Linked DNA regions of Gossypium hirsutum: region 1 is linked to region 2. A link is a contact called in public Hi-C data. All regions are on one chromosome and are shown on one strand. Each heading gives the region's core, a stretch centred on a gene start, on an enhancer-like site or on the middle of the called end of the contact. The rest is flanking DNA. Distances are from core to core; before and after follow the strand shown. Region 1 holds the start of LOC107955541 (3-dehydroquinate synthase homolog). Region 2 has its middle 19 kb from the start of LOC107955536.

Region 1 (4,552 bases), core at 1,865-4,364, 150 kb after region 2:
ATGCCATTGAAGAACTTGTTGACATTTATAATTCATCTGAAGGCGTTCAAATGGATGAAAACAATCCTGGAAAATGGACAAATTACACCATCAACATCATCTTGTTCATTCATTCAATTTTCGACAATGAATTCTTTTATCTCTATTCCGGTATGTCGAGCCCCACCTTGTAGCCTTAGCAAAACTTCGTCCCCAGCTTTCAGGGAGGTCACAGGAATCACAGTCTTTTGCGTTCTATTACCTGTGAATCATAGATCGGAAAAGCTTAAACTGGTATGATAAGCACTATCCGTAACATCCAACAGAAACTAAATGGACTTTCGAAGCAAACCTTCATGCGGACAAACCAACGCAACTGTTTCGGCAGTCTGCAGAAGAATGCTGTATACGGTTTGATCATTTGCATCTATCTGCAGCAAAAGAATAAATAGAGTAGCATCTAGGATACTGAATATCGAGTTCGATATGAACATTCTAATCGTTGCAAACCCAAAAGTTGAAAGAGTATGAGATAAACAAACCTTTGCTTCAACGAGGATAAATGGTCGGGTCTCAATCTTAACACGGCCGACAATAGCTGTTCGCATTTTGCCTGTTTGATCGACCACAATCACCTCTTTGCCCGCTTTTAACTCGGAAAGATAGCTTGTTTTACCTCCAGGGGTAGCTACATAAGCATGCACAGGCCCCTGCATATTTCCATGAGATCTTGTTCAAAGAATTTGCATTATAGAAGTAACACTTCATGATAAGCAAGGCATGAAAATGCCTCTGGATATATCCGAACTCAGAAGAAAAGATGAAAACTAAGTGAATTGCTCTGATAAATGATCGGCTGCTCTCTGCCATGACATTTTTGGAATCTCTAGCGTAAGCTAAAGAGATCTCTTCTACAGTTGTAACCAAGCGTGAAGGCAAAACTTACAGCATTGACTCGAAAAGGTCTACTTGCAATGTAACTCGACTCCAAACATTCCGAGTGAACAAGAAAAAGTCCTCTAGCAAATGACCCAACCTGTCGAATGGTGGTTCTTACACTTAATAAGAGCAGAAACATCTGAATCCCAAGATAGTTTATGGATAAGAAAGATTTTGTGCGTACCAAAAGTCCCTCACCGGGCCTCATGAGACTACAAAGGTCCACACAAACCCGATCACCCATTCCGACTGCATGAACCTGAGTTATAGTAGCTTTTGTCAAGCTCAATCTGTTGTGAACTTCATTCCTTCTATTGAAGTACTCCTGATAATTTAAAGCATGTTAAGGAACAACCATCAATAAACTCAAATATGCAGAACTAGAGCAGTTTACCTTCAAATCAAGAACAGCTTTGACAACCTCAACTTTTAAAACAACCCCACCAAGTCCATGCTCCAAGGCCTACAACGAAAAGATAGTTACGGAATGGAAAATGCAATTGAAAATCCAACTTGACTATATACAAGGAACACAAATGCTGCAAAGATATACTTGTATTTTCTAAGATAACTCGTGAATACCTCGAGAAATAGTTGTGCTTCAGCAGGTGATTTCGAGACAGCAAACACAGTCGTTTTACTGCCTTGGAACTCTGCCACAATATTTTCTGCAGGAATCACCTAGAAAAATAAACAAGATTACGACATTTTGCAAGTGTGATATATAGATGAGATAAAAATTTAGTTACTTTTCCGAAGAACGAAATAGAACTAAACTTTAGCCAAGCATAAAGAGCAATACATATCATAATGGATGCAAATTCAAACACATAGTTCAAATAAATTACTTCAAGACAAGTTTAGAATGATGCATATTCATAACGAACACTGACACTCATACCTGCCAATCTAGTAAATCAATAACAACATTCTCTACATGATGAGCCTCAGGGTGGAGCTTCTTTAACTCTGAGGGAGTTGAAACCTGAAAAATTGTAGCAACTCTTTCGCCGGCATTATCGAAAATCTCTCTTTCTTTAATGAAAAGAGGATCAATCAATGCAATTTCTGTAAATTCAACAACAAAACTCCCAGAAAATCAATCAATAAAAGTCTTTAACTAAAACCCCACACCATTTACTTCATTATCACTATATGAAATCCATGTCGCTTCAATTGTATGAATACAGGGATATCAATCCAAACTGCACCAAAATGGGTAAAAGTACTATGAAAACCCTCAGATTACATTTTGCTCTCCCTACTTAAAAAATTTCATCTTTTATACCGTTAAAGACTGACAAAGCTGACATAATAATCGGACAATGACGTGGTATGCCATGAGGCCAATTTTTAAAATGAATAAAATTTTTAATAGGGTCCGACTTCTAGCAAGGGGCCTTTTACCACCAAAATGCGTTGAGAACTTACAAAATTTGACCATTTCTATCCGTAGTCCAAGTAACATAGTATGAAACAAACCATATCTTTAAGTCTTTAACCTAAAAAAAACATCAATCAAATTCAATTTTAATGCAAAAATTACAAAAAGGGAACAACGATGATTAAGTTTGGAATTACTTTACTTGACCATTCATTGGCAAGCCCTTGATTCAGTGAAGAAAAGATGAAGGTATCCCATCCTCTTTCCACTGCAGCAGTCATTACTTGACTGTTTTCAGTCCAAATCCATACCTTCTTGGATGATAATTCATACATTGACGTAGAGAGTGGCGAATCAGAAGCAGCAATGGAACACATTCGAAGACTTGAATTAATACTCAAATGGGTTGTCTTGGTTTTGCTATATCTGTTCAAAGACTGAACCTTTCCATGATTTGATCTGCAAAGTTTCCAACTTTTATCTCATTGGCTCAATTAAGATAAAGAAATGACACTCAGAAGGGTTTGTAAGAGAGAATATAAAGACAATTGAAGTGAAGATATGAGAACCTGAAGCAGGGGAGGTGAGTTGGGGTTCTGACAAGAGAGACAGAAGCAGAGGACAGCGAAGCCATCGTCCTTTTAACACGATGGTCATGTTTCGACTTTGGAGTAATGAAGTGAATTTTGATTTTGGGGTCGAATTTGGACTTGATTGCAGGGATTGGTCCAGATTGAATCCGAATGGAGTGGGCTTTCACAGTTTCACTTAGATCAGCAAAATTTTTGGTTTTTTTTTTTTCATAAACGTAAATTTAGCACTCAAACTTTTAACCCTCAACCTTTAAATTTTTAAATTTTAAAAATTGGCCAAAATGACTTTAAAAAAGAATAAGTGCCAAATATTAGAGGTTAAATTTATATTTTTGTTGGTACTTAAACTATACATGATATTAAAAAAATAATTTAGGTTTAATCGCTATTAGGGAGTTTAACTTAATAACTATTTCTGAATTGAGGATTGAATTTCTTTTTCTCTAAGCTAGGCCTTAAACTTGATAATTGTTTCTATATTAGGACTTGAACTAGGCAATTATTCTCACATTGAAGCTTAAATTTTTTTTTTATCCAAGTTAATCCTTAAACTTGACAATTATTCCCAATTTAAGACTCAAACTTTAAGGTTTTTAAGGACATGTCAAAGACTAACTTGGGTACAAAAAAAGTTAAAAACCCAAATATAGGAACAATTATCAAGTTCGAGGCTTAACTTAGACAAAAAAGTTCAAGCCCTAATGTGGTAACAATTATCAAGTTCAATGTTTAATTTGGACAAAAAAAAATTCAATCCCGATGTGAGAATAGTCGTCAAATTCAAGCATCAAAAAATTATTTAACTCTTTTTTGTTGCAAATAATACCTAAATTATACTTTGTTACTCTAAGTAGTAACTAAACTATACCCGTTACCCAAATTATCCTGCTAGTGAAAAAAATCTCTTAGCCAATTTTTTTGTGAGTAGTGATATTTTTAAATTAAAATTAAATAAAAAATTTAAAACTGTTAAAATCAAATTTAATCAAAATAAAACTTTTCAATTTCGTTTACACTCTTTTTTGGATAAATGATTTTGGATTATCCAAAGAAAGCAGTAATCTGCTACATCAAAGAGTAAAAGAATCAGTCAAGAAATCTCCAACTCCTACACAGTCTAATATTAAGCATCATCCCTAATAATATTTTTGCCTATCAATCTCATCTGTACAATACTCTTTATGCTATTTACAATATCCTGGTCACTAACCTGCTGACTTGTGAACTGCCTCCTATTTCTTTCTGCCCAAATAAGATGGACAAAAGCATTCCATGCAAGTTTCAAAATAAGAGTAAGAAGGGACTTTCCTTTTAACCTTGTCAATGCCCATCGGAGCCAATGATCCCAATTACCTCCACATCTATGAATGCAACCAAGTTTCAATACCTTCTGCCACACACTCAAAAAATAGATGGTTCCTGGACTCAAGCTCATAGCCACAAAAAACACTTCCTTCAATATGAAGCCCCATAGAAATAAGCCTCTACTTAGCAGGCAATCTGTCAAGAATTGCCATCCAAGTGATTATGGAGTGCTTAGGTATATTCCAAGCATGCGACACCTGCTTATCCCATTTCACTTTCTCTCTTCTCCTCCTTATTTGCTCCCAGATATTGGAAATTGATTCAACTCCGAAGACACTCAGAGAGATATCCC
Region 2 (4,420 bases), core at 1,143-3,642:
AAAATCTAGATAAACATGATCGAAAGAAGAGTTTATCATTAGATAGTTCGATACAAAGAAGGAAAGTCAAAGATTACACATACTAATTTTGTGCTAATCAATATCTAGAATCATGATGCATTACTATCCTAAGAAATCTCACATTGCTAAGGAAGCATAGGGAAAAGGGGTTTCAAGTCTAGTATTTGACTTTTTCAAAATCCTACTTGAAAGTATTTTCTCTTTTATTTAGAGTGTTTGGGAGGTATGGTTAAATATTTTGCTTCCGGATACAAGTGTACTTTGGCCTTTTTAATTAAGAGAATAGTCCACGTGTTGTAACAATTTTCACATAGTGATTTCTCTTAGTTGTCTTTGACAATGGTTAGTGATTGGTCTCCAATTGAATTTTTTTATGTAAATTCTTGTATGCTTAAAATAAGAGACCTCTCAATATAAATTATATTAAATAAATTTCCTAAAACAAGAAATTCCATTTTATAATTTCAAACATAAAATTTTCTTATCAAACTCGTCTAGAAAATTAAAAAAGAAAACGAAATTATGTTTATAATAATATATTAACTAACTTTATTGTACTCAATAGCTTGGTTCTTTCAAACACTTAATTCAAGGTTTTAACAACTATTTAAATTGTCATTTAGGTTGTTATTTAAGTCTTAATTCAATTGATATGAGTATTGTTGTCAATGTAAAAGGATATGGGTTTGAGTGTGCTGAATCGCATTTAAGAAAAAAATATTTTAAAAAATATTTAACTCAAAATTAAGAAAATACTTATTTTATGATGGAAGAACTTTAAAGTATATATATATTTTTTCTCTATCCCAATATAAAAAATCACTCATAGCTCAAAGTCACATATTAATAAACAATCTTGAAAGCAGTAAATCCAAATTTACTAGTTTCTGGTTTTCACATCAACAATTACAATGATTGTCCTGTATTGATGTTTAAAGCAACAATATATGAAACCATACAATAAATAAACACTAAAAAAAGTTAGGCATGCTTAAAAAAATTAAAACTTTGAAATCTAGCAATAATGGAAGCAATAATGTAAATTTGTTATTATTGATGTCCAGTCTTTTAAAATTAAAATAAAAATAAATTAAATTTTAAACCCTATCTCATCTTTAATATTAGGATATAAACGAAGTTTCATGGATGATAAGAATGATTTCCAATAATGATTGAGACATTTGAGGATATTAGTATGTTTCAATTTTTATTTTTATTTTGAAGAATTTTATCTTTTGAATTTAAAAATATAAATTTAATTGAATTTTTTTTTCAAGGTGTTCTACTACTGAAATTGATATAAAAATTTTAACAATATTAATAATTAGACTTAAATTTTGAAATTTTAAAATAAAATGATCGAATTCATGAAAATAAAAGTAGAAGGATTAAACTCCAGACGTACAAAGAGTATAAAAAATTTAAACATATTTTCACCGAGATCAAATACTTTACGTGAGATCATATTAAACACGATATTTATATCAAAATTAATATAAATTTAAAATATTTGAAATCCCATATAAAACACAATTTTCAAGATAATGTTAGGGATATGTCACCCAACAATATGTTTCAATAATTTTAAGCAAAGAATTTGATGCTCTTATTTGATAGAAAGATAATCACTAGGGGAGAGAAAAAGAAAGAGTTCCATGTATAAACAAACCCATGTTTTTAATCAATCAATGGAAAGACTTTTTATGCCTAATTTTGGCTTGCTTTTGTTTGTCATCACTCTTTGGTGAACAACCCCATTGATAATGACTATGCATAATTCTTCCCATTTTTTAGGTTATAAATGAAGAAAAAAATTACAAGAAAAATTCATGGTTAAATTAAAACTTTATATGGAAAAACTTTTTTTATTACACTCTAATAAATCTTTAATCTTTAATTTGTACCTCAATAAATAAATAAAAATTAAGATTTTAATAGGATTTATTTAGGTAAAAAGAATAAGTCTATTTAAGTCCAAAGAAATGAAATGAGATGAAGAGGTTTTTGTTAATATTTTTCAAAAATTATCTCATTTACTTTTAATTAAGTTTTAAAATTATATACGGATTGAGTGTTAACTTAATTGGTACTATTATTATTATAACGATAAAGAGGAGATAACTTATTGGGTACCTTTTAAAATATATACTAATTTAAGTTTATTATATTATTAATGTATTAAACACAAATTTAAAAATACAAAGTTCAAATTAAAAAAAAAAATAAAGGAAAACAAGGAAATAAAATAGAAGAAACCAAGAAAAAGAAGTGGGGTTTCAATTTTTATATATTGTGCTTAGTCCAATTCCTGTCTGGCCTGACAGTGATGGTTCAGGCCCTGGAGCTTCCTGTTGAACAAAACCAGCCCATGCTAGATTTTTTTTTCTTTCCCCCCTTTTCTATGGCTTTATTCATCTTGTAGATTCTTTTTTCAATTATGTCCCCCCCAAAAAACCATTTTTGCATTACCTTTTCTTCTTCATATTTACTAAATCAAACCTTTTGAAGCCACATCTTATATTTTGGATTGAAATAACTTTTTTAATTTCGTTTTTACATCTAGACTTGTATAAAATTTTATATTGGGCCTAATTCCAAAATACTCATAGAATTGTAGGTCATTTTGGTAATGGGTTAAAACAAACTTTTGAACCTTATGGAACCCAAAATGAGCATTTGGCAGAGCCATGGTGAAGTAGCTTAGAACCAAGCAAGTCATGAGATGAAGAGGAATTTCAAGCCCAACCAAAATCTCCATATTATGGTATAGCATCACCCCTTGTGGAAACGACGTTTTGGACCTTTTGATCTATGGATGATCCAACGTGCACACTATTTTGCTTTTCATGTTTGGATCTTTTAGGTTGGAAGAGGAAGTTAAGGGGAAGGGTAGGATTAGATTTCTTTATTGGTTGGGCATGGTTTGGACAATAACCTTAAATTCATTGTTTATTTCATATTAGAAATAAATTTATTTTATGAATAAATTAAATTTAAAACAATTTTTTAATCATTAAACTATCATTTAGATAAAATTGACTCAAATTATCAAAAGCTTTATTAAAACTAGTCCGAGTGAATAATATGATCAGGTTTAGTTAAGATCATTCATGTAATTTTCTATCAATTATTAATCAAAACTTATAGATGTGTGAGTCTCCATGTCATATCATGTGTTGTTGCTATGTGTGGATTTTAACTTAGTTAATTTTAGTATGAATTGTTCCTGTTGCTAGTCTGTTTGTACTATAATTATTTGGTTTTAAACTTTACTCCTATTCTTATTCCATTTATGCCTTAATAGTTTGATTCTACACTTTGTGATTACCCATACATAAATTTTACCATTTTATTAACTATAACTTCATAAATTTTAGGAGTCTAAAAAATAATTTTACGAAATAAAGAAAGTCAAGGTCCCTATCAACCCTAATCTAGTCCTTGTTAAACAAGTTGTGGATAAACTTGAAATTTACACATTATTTTCCACTAAACCAATAAATTGGTGAGGCGAAGGGGAGTTGTTTGATATCAACATTTTCTTTAAAAAGAGTTGGGCTAGAAATAAGTGATTGTGGGGTGAAAAGGTGGGTGAGAGTGTCAATTATGTATAATTCCATGGAAACCATACATTAATAGAACCATTCATTCTAATGAAGATTGCTTTAAGTTGTGAACAAACTTGGTGCCTTTTTTGCTTAAACATCATTTATTGTAAGTTGGGGACCATACAAGATTAAAAAAAAAAAGAAAAAAAAGAAGCGAATTAAATTACTTATAAACTTTGTTTTATTAGTGATTAATTAATTAAGCATGAAAAATATAATAGTTCATCATTTTTTAATCATACTTATGATAAGTAAAAAATTATGTAATAAAATTATAATAAAAAAAATCAAATATAGTTTTGGTTGAAATGATAAATTTGAAATAATAAAAATTGATATTTTGAGTTCAAATCTCATGATTGTGTATGTATTTTTTTTATATATTTATCTTAATATAAAAACGTAAATATATTCAAAATAGTATATGTTACTTTTTAAAATTAATAGACTTTTGTTAATTTTACAATTAAATTGAAATAGAAAATACCAACTCAATGGAAGGTATTATAATATAGGTATCTATAACTAATCTTAGAAGTAAATTGATTAGAGGAGTAAAACAGTTATTATACTTTCCTATTCTTACAACAAAATATAAAAATAAAAAAAAAAGTATTTTTGAATATTTTACAAGCATATACACATTTTAATTCATTTTATATGAATTTTGATATATTTGTGATATTTTTTCATTTCTTGTTTTAAATTTTGCATAATTTATTATTGTTATTCAATTTAAAGAATAAATTATTTGTTGATATTTTATCTTAATTCATAATATTTTTACTTAA

What was found. Hi-C and Micro-C count contacts between places; a contact is called where the count stands out from the background.
Region 1: a contact with region 2 is called in a Hi-C map of leaf, with 2.1 times the contacts expected there. The contact joins the promoter of LOC107955541 here to the enhancer-like site in region 2. A contact is called at or near these places in 16 of 34 Hi-C or Micro-C datasets (anther, callus, fibers and 4 more).

What each region holds. Positions count from the first base shown.
Region 1 is chrA07:96,282,132-96,286,683 of Gossypium_hirsutum_v2.1, forward strand. LOC107955541 (3-dehydroquinate synthase homolog) reads right to left here and starts at 3,115. Exons shown (of 10, transcript XM_016891333.2): 1 at 2,872-3,115; 2 at 2,505-2,761; 3 at 1,820-1,986; 4 at 1,501-1,599; 5 at 1,313-1,381; 6 at 1,103-1,243; 7 at 926-1,015; 8 at 522-689; 9 at 332-410; 10 at 2-241. The coding sequence starts at 2,936. The coding sequence ends at 114.
Region 2 is chrA07:96,130,224-96,134,643 of Gossypium_hirsutum_v2.1, forward strand. No RefSeq gene overlaps it. Among protein-coding and RNA genes, the nearest start is that of LOC107955536, 19 kb to the left of the region's middle. Within about 2 kb of position 2,393, at least 3 of the 9 cell types and tissues checked have an H3K27ac peak or open chromatin away from gene starts, as enhancers often do. A contact at or near this core is called in hypocotyl and leaf, where this site is marked.